2 separate regions of the Mus musculus genome follow, and region 2 is linked to region 1. Evidence: chromatin contacts called from public promoter capture Hi-C data. All regions are on one chromosome and are shown on one strand. The core of a region is the stretch at or near the end of the contact, and the rest is flanking DNA. Distances in the headings are between cores, read along the strand shown.

Region 1 (3,618 bases), core at 981-3,480:
AGTGGACATAGTACTACCGGAGGATCCCACAATACCTTTCCTGGGCATGTATCCAGAAGATGCTCCAACTGGTAAGAAGGACACATGCTCCACTATGTTCATAGCAGCCTTATTTATAATAGCCAGAAGCTGGAAAGAACCTAGATGCCCCTCAACAGAGGAATGGATACAGAAAATGTGGTACATTTACACAATGGAGTACTACTCAGCTATTAAAAACAATGAATTCATGAAATTCCTAGGCAAATGGATGGACCTGGAGGGCATCATCCTGAGTGAGGTAACCCAATCACAAAAGAACTCACATGATATGTACTCACTGATAAGTGGATATTAGCCCAGAAACTTAGAATACCCAAGATACAAGATACAATTTGCAAAACACATGAAACTCAAGAAGAATGAAGACCAAAGTGTGGACACTTTGCCCCTTCTTAGAATTGGGAACAAAACACCCATGGAAGGAGTTACAGAGATAAAGTTTGGAGCTGAGATGAAAGGATGGACCATCTACAGACTGCCATACCCAGGGATCCATCCCATAATCAGCCTCCAAATGCTGACACCATTGCTTATACCTGCAAGATTTTGCTGAAAGGACCCTGATATAGCTGTCTCTTGTGAGGCTATGCCAGGGCTTAGCAAACACAGAAGTGGATGCTCACAGTCAGCTATTGGATGGATCACAGGGCCCCCAATGGAGGAGCTAGAGAAAGTACCCAAGGAGCTAAAGGGGTCTGCAACCCTATAGGTAGAACAACAATATGAACTAACCAGTACCCCCCCCCCCCCGCCCCAGAGCTCGTGTTTCTAGCTGCATATGTATCAGAAGATGGCCTAGTCGGCCATCATTGGAAAGAGAGGCCCCTTGGTCTTGCAAACTTTATCTGCCTCAGTACAGGGGAACGCCAGGGCCAAGAAGTGGGAGTGGGTGGGTAGGGGAGTGGGGGATGTATGGGAGACTTTTGGAATAGCATTGGAAATGTAAATGAAGAAAATACCTAATAAATAAAAAAAAAAAGAAAATGGCATACCTGTATCATCATATTCTGGCAAATAAATTTATTATTATTATTATTATAAAAAAAACCTCATAAGCAGACTATGCTACAGCAGAGACATACATGGTAGGATAGGTTTTCCATGACTTTTGAGACCCAGGGCTTCAACCTCTTCTTTCTTCCTCCAATTCTCTCAGAGAATGAGAATGTGGGTCACAAATAACTCAATAAAAACACATGAGATCTGTAAATAGGATGCAAAATAACCAAGGTCAGGAAGACCTCCCAAGCAGACCAAGCCTCCTGAACTCTGAACTTAAGCCAATTGCTGATAGAGCCATGTTCTGGGCAGAGGGGCATGGGGAGATGGCATCATTAGTAGAGTGCTCACTGTACCATGAAGTCTCATGTGCTCATGGAGTCTTGAGTTCAGATCCCCAGGACAAACAGGAAAAGCCTAGTACAGCAGCACACATCTATAAACCCAGTCCCGGAGAGGTGGAAACTGGAGAATCTCCAAGGCTGCAGAGCAGCTAGCTTAGACTAATCAGTGAGAGACCCTGTCTCAAAGCAATAAAGCAGGTAGGGAATGAGGAAGACACTCCACATCATTGCCTGTTTTCTCAACCACCACGTTGCTGTGATTGGTGAAAAGTTCTGTAAGGACAATAACCAACACAGAAGGCAATAACAAAGCAAGCCTGAAAGGGGCTGGGCTAAGAGATCTGGTATCCCTGGAGGAAGGCAGTGACTCAGTAGTTTTGTGAGTGACAAGGACTTGGTCAAGTGCCATCTGACACACTGGAAGCTTTGATGTAAGGACACTGGGAGACAGATTCAATCCTTGGCAACCTGCAGAGCGAGGCACTCAAGTCCTATCACCAAAGTCCCCTCAGTGGCCCCTCTCACCCTCAGCAAGCTCCCTAGGCAAGGCCACCTGTTCAAGGACAGGATCCCTTGCCTCCCCCACCCACATGGTAGAATAAGCTCTCTAAAGTCACCAACCCACTTGCAAACAAATCCTCAATTGCAACAGTTAGTACTTGCCTTTTCACCCAGCCCTTGTCCTGTGAGAGGTTGATGCATTGCATGAACCATGTAAAGGAAAAGGCCCACTTAACAACTGCTGCTGTGTCAAGCTCTCATTATTACAACCGCTGCTGTGTCATGCTCTCATAGACCCAGATTATTAATGGCTGTGCCTGCAGGGCTAACAGGGGAAAGTGAAAGCGTGGGGCAAGCGTGTTCGCTACAGCTGTATCCTACTCTGGAGACAACTGCTACATAATAACAAAGAAATGAGAGGTGGCAAGTCAGACAGAAACTCTGCACCAGGAAAGCTGTTTTTAGATCCCCGGGTGTTAGCACTCGTTTACAAAGACATTAGCAACAGTTCACTGACAGCTAAAGAAGGGGAAGTAGGTGACCTGAAACCTCAAATCTACAGAAGGCAGAAGTCCATTTATGCAAATGTCAGTAACAGGCAACTTCTGCAGAAAGGCATGCTTGCAGACTATTGGGTCAGCAGGATCCCACATGGCTACTTTCATTAGAAAGTGATTATCACAGAAAACAGAAAAGCTGCCAAACTTTGTTCTTTGAGAAAGAAAATAAATCTGCTAAATGGATAAATCTGAACAATTTCTTAAGACAGGGACATAAGGTACATGCAGTATTTGACTCTGGAGTGTGGTCGACACATCCGAAAAGCTCAGGAACCTTGAAAAATATTATCATCACACTGCCTTAAAAAGACAAAGGTAAATATGCTAATAGCCCAGAAACACTTGGGAACTTTTCGAGGAATCTTGCTTCGAAGGGAACTTGGGTAGCCACAAGCTTGCAAGAGAGTGAAAGCAAGCGACAGAGACTTCAGGCACCAGTTACATGGTTTACAAGAAAGGAAGGGGCCCATGGTATACGAAAGAGTCTCGGTGCCATGTTGGAATCTCCAAGGATAAAACCGAGGTCTGACCAGGCACACTCAGAAACTGATTGTCTTTTCAATTCAGAGAAAAGAGGTTGATAAAATACCATGGCCAGGGAAGGTACACAGCAGAAGTCACTGTGGTTGCTCCTGAAAACTTTATTCCCTTAAAATAAAAATATCATTAGCAGGTCAAAAAGAGAAAATCATCTCTCGTCTGATGAGGTACTGCAAGGGAACACAACCCAACACTCATTATTGGTAGTGTTTTTTTTTTATGTCTTTGTGCGTGTGTGCGTGTGTGTGTGTGTGTGTGTGTGTGTGTGTGTGTACACGAGAGTGTATATATTTGTATGTAGAGATCAGAGGACAACCTTGGTTGATGTCCCTCAGGGACACTGTCCACCTTATGTTTTGAAACAAGGTCTCTCACTGGACTGGAACTTGTCAAACAGGTTAGACTAGTGGACCAGCAATCCCTGGGTATCTGCCTGTCTATATCTCCACCCACCTACCCGACTCCTCCACCCTCCACCTCAGTCCCTCACACCACCCCCACCCCTAACCCCCACCTAAGATTACAAACCTTCAGCTTTTTAAAAATGAATTATTTATTTATGTATTTGTTTATTTTGCCACTGAACTCATGAGGATGGTCTGCAGTTCAAGGTCATCCTGGGCTATATAGAA
Region 2 (4,056 bases), core at 1,479-3,978, 100 kb after region 1:
AGTCCAGTTTCTTAACCTAGTCTAAAAGACACCTGTATCCAGAAATGCCAAAGCTGGAGACAGACCACGGCCCTTTCTGACTGACACTCACTTCTTAGGTGGATTCTGGAAAGAAGATCCAAGCCTTTGCCAGGTGGACCGCTTACTATGTATAAACAAAAGAGGGTTTACAAACCCACACCCCTAAAGAAAGAGAAGCACCTCCAGGCTCCTGCCGGCAATTACCTTGCTTAATAGGACATTAACGGGCCCTGGGCTGCTCTGCCCTACTCTGTTTGTTTATGTTCTAATGACTTGGGGAGCAGCTTTTCTGTTGTTAAGACTCTCAGGGCTTCTATTTGTAAGCATTGTTTACAACAGATGAAATTCCATCATTATGCATTTGAACTTGAAACGTGGCGGGATAGTTTTTAGTGTGGTTGTTTCTTTTGTTTATAACATCTAATTTCTTCAAGTTTTTCTTTTTCAGGTTGAAAACTGCTACATGCAAGATCTTAATGGGAGAGGCAGGGTTCTGCAAGTGATTTATTTAAGCTGGAATAAACCATGAATGAGCTGGAACTACTTGGGAGGGGGGAGGAGAATCTGCAATTGAGCCTTCCTGGTCTATTTGGAACTCACACTGTTGTTAACCAATTAGGGAGGCAAGTGTGGTCTTCTTGAGACGCTGGACTATTTACAGCACCCATGTTTAGCATGGATCCTCTGTTATGGAGTCCAGGAATCCAAGTTCACAAATTTATACTGTTAATATGGAAAACAGCCACAATGATGTATACTACGGAGATCTTGTTGTTTTAGTATCAGAAATTAGTTAAAACGGAGAGCGTTAGCACCCAAGCTTGTGGCCCTCAGGCTCCTGTGAGACTGTTTGGTCACTGAGGTGATAGTGTGGAATGGCCCCTCCAGCACCCTCTCAAGGCTAAGTGTGAGAGTTTTCACTGAGTGCTCTTCAGAGTGCATTTCTATACAATTTGGTTTTCCTGAATGAAGCCATTCTGGCTGCTATGGCTCAGGGTGCCGGGAATCTAACAGGGGCTACTGGACATAAAGCAGCACGACAGAAGGAGTATCCTTCTTCCTCCTGACATTGGGAATTGCAGAGCATTTTATATAAGGTGCCTCTAAGCTGCTGGAAGACAGAGTCCAACCCTGGACTGCATGGGGTGACCGCTGCAATCCAGAGAACTGCAGTGTTCTGTCCTGGAGAGCCAAATGACTTCCCCACCCACGGTCTCCAGGCGGTCCCAGGCAGAAGCTCAACAGTTTGGCTGGTTCAACCAATGGTGGAGGGAGGGGCTGGGTGGGAAGAACAAAACCCTTCAACGCTCCAAACCTGACAGGTGTCGGGTTTTTTTTTGTTTTGTTTTTTTTTCAGGTCCTTGTGGTGCCCCGGGAAGTGCAATGGCCAGCTGCAGTCCCAGGAGGCTAAGAGTTCTCTGTCGGTGTTGGGGGTTGGGAATGCAGGTGTGTGTGTGTGGGGGGGGGGACGGACACGACTAAGGAGGTCAGAGGTTTCCCACTGGGAGCTTTGGGGTTAGCATTCTCAGTCCAGGCCCTAGGAGGGGTACAGGGGTGTGACGGGTCCCTTATCCAGGGTCTCAAACAGACGCACCCTGGAGACTGGTATCACTGCCCTTAAGCCCTTTTCTGGACCGAGGGCACCGTCCGGCTAGCCGCTGGCCGCAGGGAAAAGTAAACAGCCCAAGTGTCTGGGAACAAAGGCAAGTTGTCTTCCAAGGTGCTGGAGCCCAGTGCCTCTCCTGAAGAATAAGGGCTATCATTATTCGCTCTTTCTAAAAACCAAGTTTCCTTCTATGGGAAATACACGCCAAGGTGGGATTCCAAGGCTATGACTCACAGCGGCTGGCGGGGCCACACTCCAGCCCGCAGCTGCCCTGGTCCTTCGCCGAGCTGCTGCCGCCCGCGCGGTACGCGCCGCTGGAGCTAGGGGTGGACCTTGGTGCCCCGCTCCTGCGGCCCGGCACTCGGGAAAGTTGCGGGGCCGAGGAGACTGCTAGAGGCGGGGGCGTGGGCCTGGCAGCCCGCGGGGAGGTGAGCCGAGGACAGCGCCGCCCGCAGCCAGGAGCAGGGGCGGGCGCGGAGGTGGCGGGGGACACAAGGTGTCAGCTCCGGCAGCGGCGCCTTGTTCCGCGGAACGCGCATCCCTGCGCCCCGCAGGCCCTCCTCCCTACCCTCTTGGCCCCAGGCCGACCCTCCTGCTACCCGGGGAAACCCGACTCGCCGCCACGGGGTCTTCGCCCACCGCCCGGGTCGCCTCGTGCGCGCCGCAGCTCCCGGGAAGGGCGCGCGACCCCGGAGAGCGCGCGCCGCCCCCGCGCCCCGCTGTGTCCAGCTGCGCCCTAGCCCCACGCGCGACCCTCCCCGCCCCCGCGCGCCCTGGGGTCACGGCTCTTACCGCGCGCCCCGCGCTCCAGCCGCCGCCGTCCTCCGCGCGGCCGCCGCTGCCCACGCGCCTCCCGGGCCCAGTCGGCGTGGCCGGGTACGCGGCGGCCGAGGTCCCCGCAGGTCCCGCCGCCGCCGCCGCAGACGGTTATGGAAATGAGCCGATGTGTCTGGCGAGGAGCGCGAGAAACCCGTCAATCCTGTTTGCCATTTCCCCGCGGATTTCCGAGCCTGGCTCTGCTGGATGCCCCCGGGGCGAGAGGGAACCTGACAAGCGCGCTCCCCGCCTCCCTCCGCTCTGCCAGATCGCGGGGCGCCGCGCCCCCGCCCGCCCTGCCTCCGCCCCCGCTCCGCCTCCGCCCTCGGGGCCGCGCGGGCCGCTCCCGCCCGCAGCCCGGACCCCACGCGCGCAGCCCGCGGGAGGCAGGGGCTGCAACGCACGAAGCGTTCATCGCAACCTGCCCAGACGTCTTGTCTATTTTTTAGATTTTGCTTTAGTTTTCTTATTGTGTGTGCGTGTGATTTGAAAAAAAAAATCTGTGCCTTTCCCACCCCTTACTAAAGACTTTCTTCCCCTCTGTACAGCACACGGAGATGAGAAACAGATGTCAGAGCTGGACTGAGCCTTTGCGCTCCCCCGCCCGCTCGATCCCTTCCCCAGCAGCCTGGGTGTAACAAGGCAGCACTCATCCTGCGGCCACGTGAACTGGCAGCTACTGGGTGCGGATCCCCGTGGGGGAAACCTACAAGAAAAACAAACAGACAAACAAACAAAAACTAATAAAGAAGCTTGCCCTTGGTGGAAAGGCTGTGACAGGAGCTCAAGTCATTTTATTTTATAAATAGTGATTTCCCCCCCCTCTTCTTGTAGTGGATTCTATTGGAGTTAGTTTTTGTGTGGATTTTTATTGTTTTGTTTTTGAGACTGGGTCTCACTGTGTAGACCAGGCTGGACTTGAACTTTTAGAGATCCGTATGTCTCTGTCTACCAAGTGCCACCAAGCATGGCTGGGTTTTTCTTTAAAAGCAAAACAAACAAACCGCAAACACATTGATTCATAACTGCTGTCTGGGTCCCTCTGTCATGAAGAGGTCACTTCTGGTGCAAAGAAGGAAGAGGTTTAGAGAGGTAGACCGTAACAAAGCGCGGGTGGGGGAAGGGAGGCACCTGTGCAAAGTGTTAAGAACTGCTACTATGCCAGATGCGCTGAATGTGACACAGTTCTTTATAGCAGTGATCCTCCCGCCTGCAAGATCCAGGCCTCTGACTGCCTGGTCGCTGCGAATCCAGGAGGCGCACAGACTGCAAACCAGGGGGAGAGGATCAGCGCCTGCAGATTGAGCTCCATCTGATTTGCATGTTTATTTCCTAGAATTGTAATTAAATTTGTGTAATAAATGTTTTCCATTTCATTTGTACACTCAAAATTTGGGTGACTGACATGCAGCTAAGTGAATTTCCTTTTTTTTATTTTATGAAGTAAATGTGCCTTATTCAATAAAGTAGCAAATATTAACCATCGTCAGGACTAATCTATTTAGAAAGTGTTTCTATTGAACTCTGTGCATCAAAGACACAAAAATTCTTAGGGTATCAGGACACCAAGAGAACAATGCTGAAAACAGGAGGCCGTGGCCAGCATATTTCAG

What was found. Promoter capture Hi-C pulls out the DNA fragments that hold promoters and counts their contacts.
Region 2: a contact with region 1 is called in a promoter capture Hi-C map of pre-B cells. The contact joins the promoter of Sertad4 here to the enhancer-like site in region 1. A contact is called at or near these places in 2 of 39 promoter capture datasets (the 3T3-L1 cell line and pre-B cells), 1 of 15 datasets of contacts at CTCF or cohesin (the NIH/3T3 cell line), 21 of 484 Hi-C or Micro-C datasets (the C2C12 cell line, the HL-1 cell line, the N1E-115 cell line and 13 more), 1 of 115 datasets of contacts at active chromatin or transcription factors (fibro-adipogenic progenitors) and 3 of 9 other capture datasets (adipose tissue, liver and pancreatic islet).

Annotation. Positions count from the first base shown.
Region 1 is chr1:192,751,056-192,754,673 of GRCm38.p6, forward strand. The region is part of intron 2 of Hhat (hedgehog acyltransferase); the gene reads right to left. Among named protein-coding and RNA genes, the nearest start is that of Gm22265, 7.3 kb to the left of the region's middle. Within about 2 kb of position 2,231, at least 165 of the 459 cell types and tissues checked have an H3K27ac peak or open chromatin away from gene starts, as enhancers often do. A contact at or near this core is called in the N1E-115 cell line, adipose tissue, bone marrow-derived dendritic cells and 7 more, where this site is marked.
Region 2 is chr1:192,853,024-192,857,079 of GRCm38.p6, forward strand. It overlaps Sertad4 (SERTA domain containing 4), which reads right to left and starts at 2,729. Exons shown (of 4, transcript NM_198247.2): 1 at 2,420-2,729. Gm15867 (predicted gene 15867) reads left to right here and starts at 1,905. Exons shown (of 2, transcript NR_131748.1): 1 at 1,905-2,055; 2 at 2,992-3,833.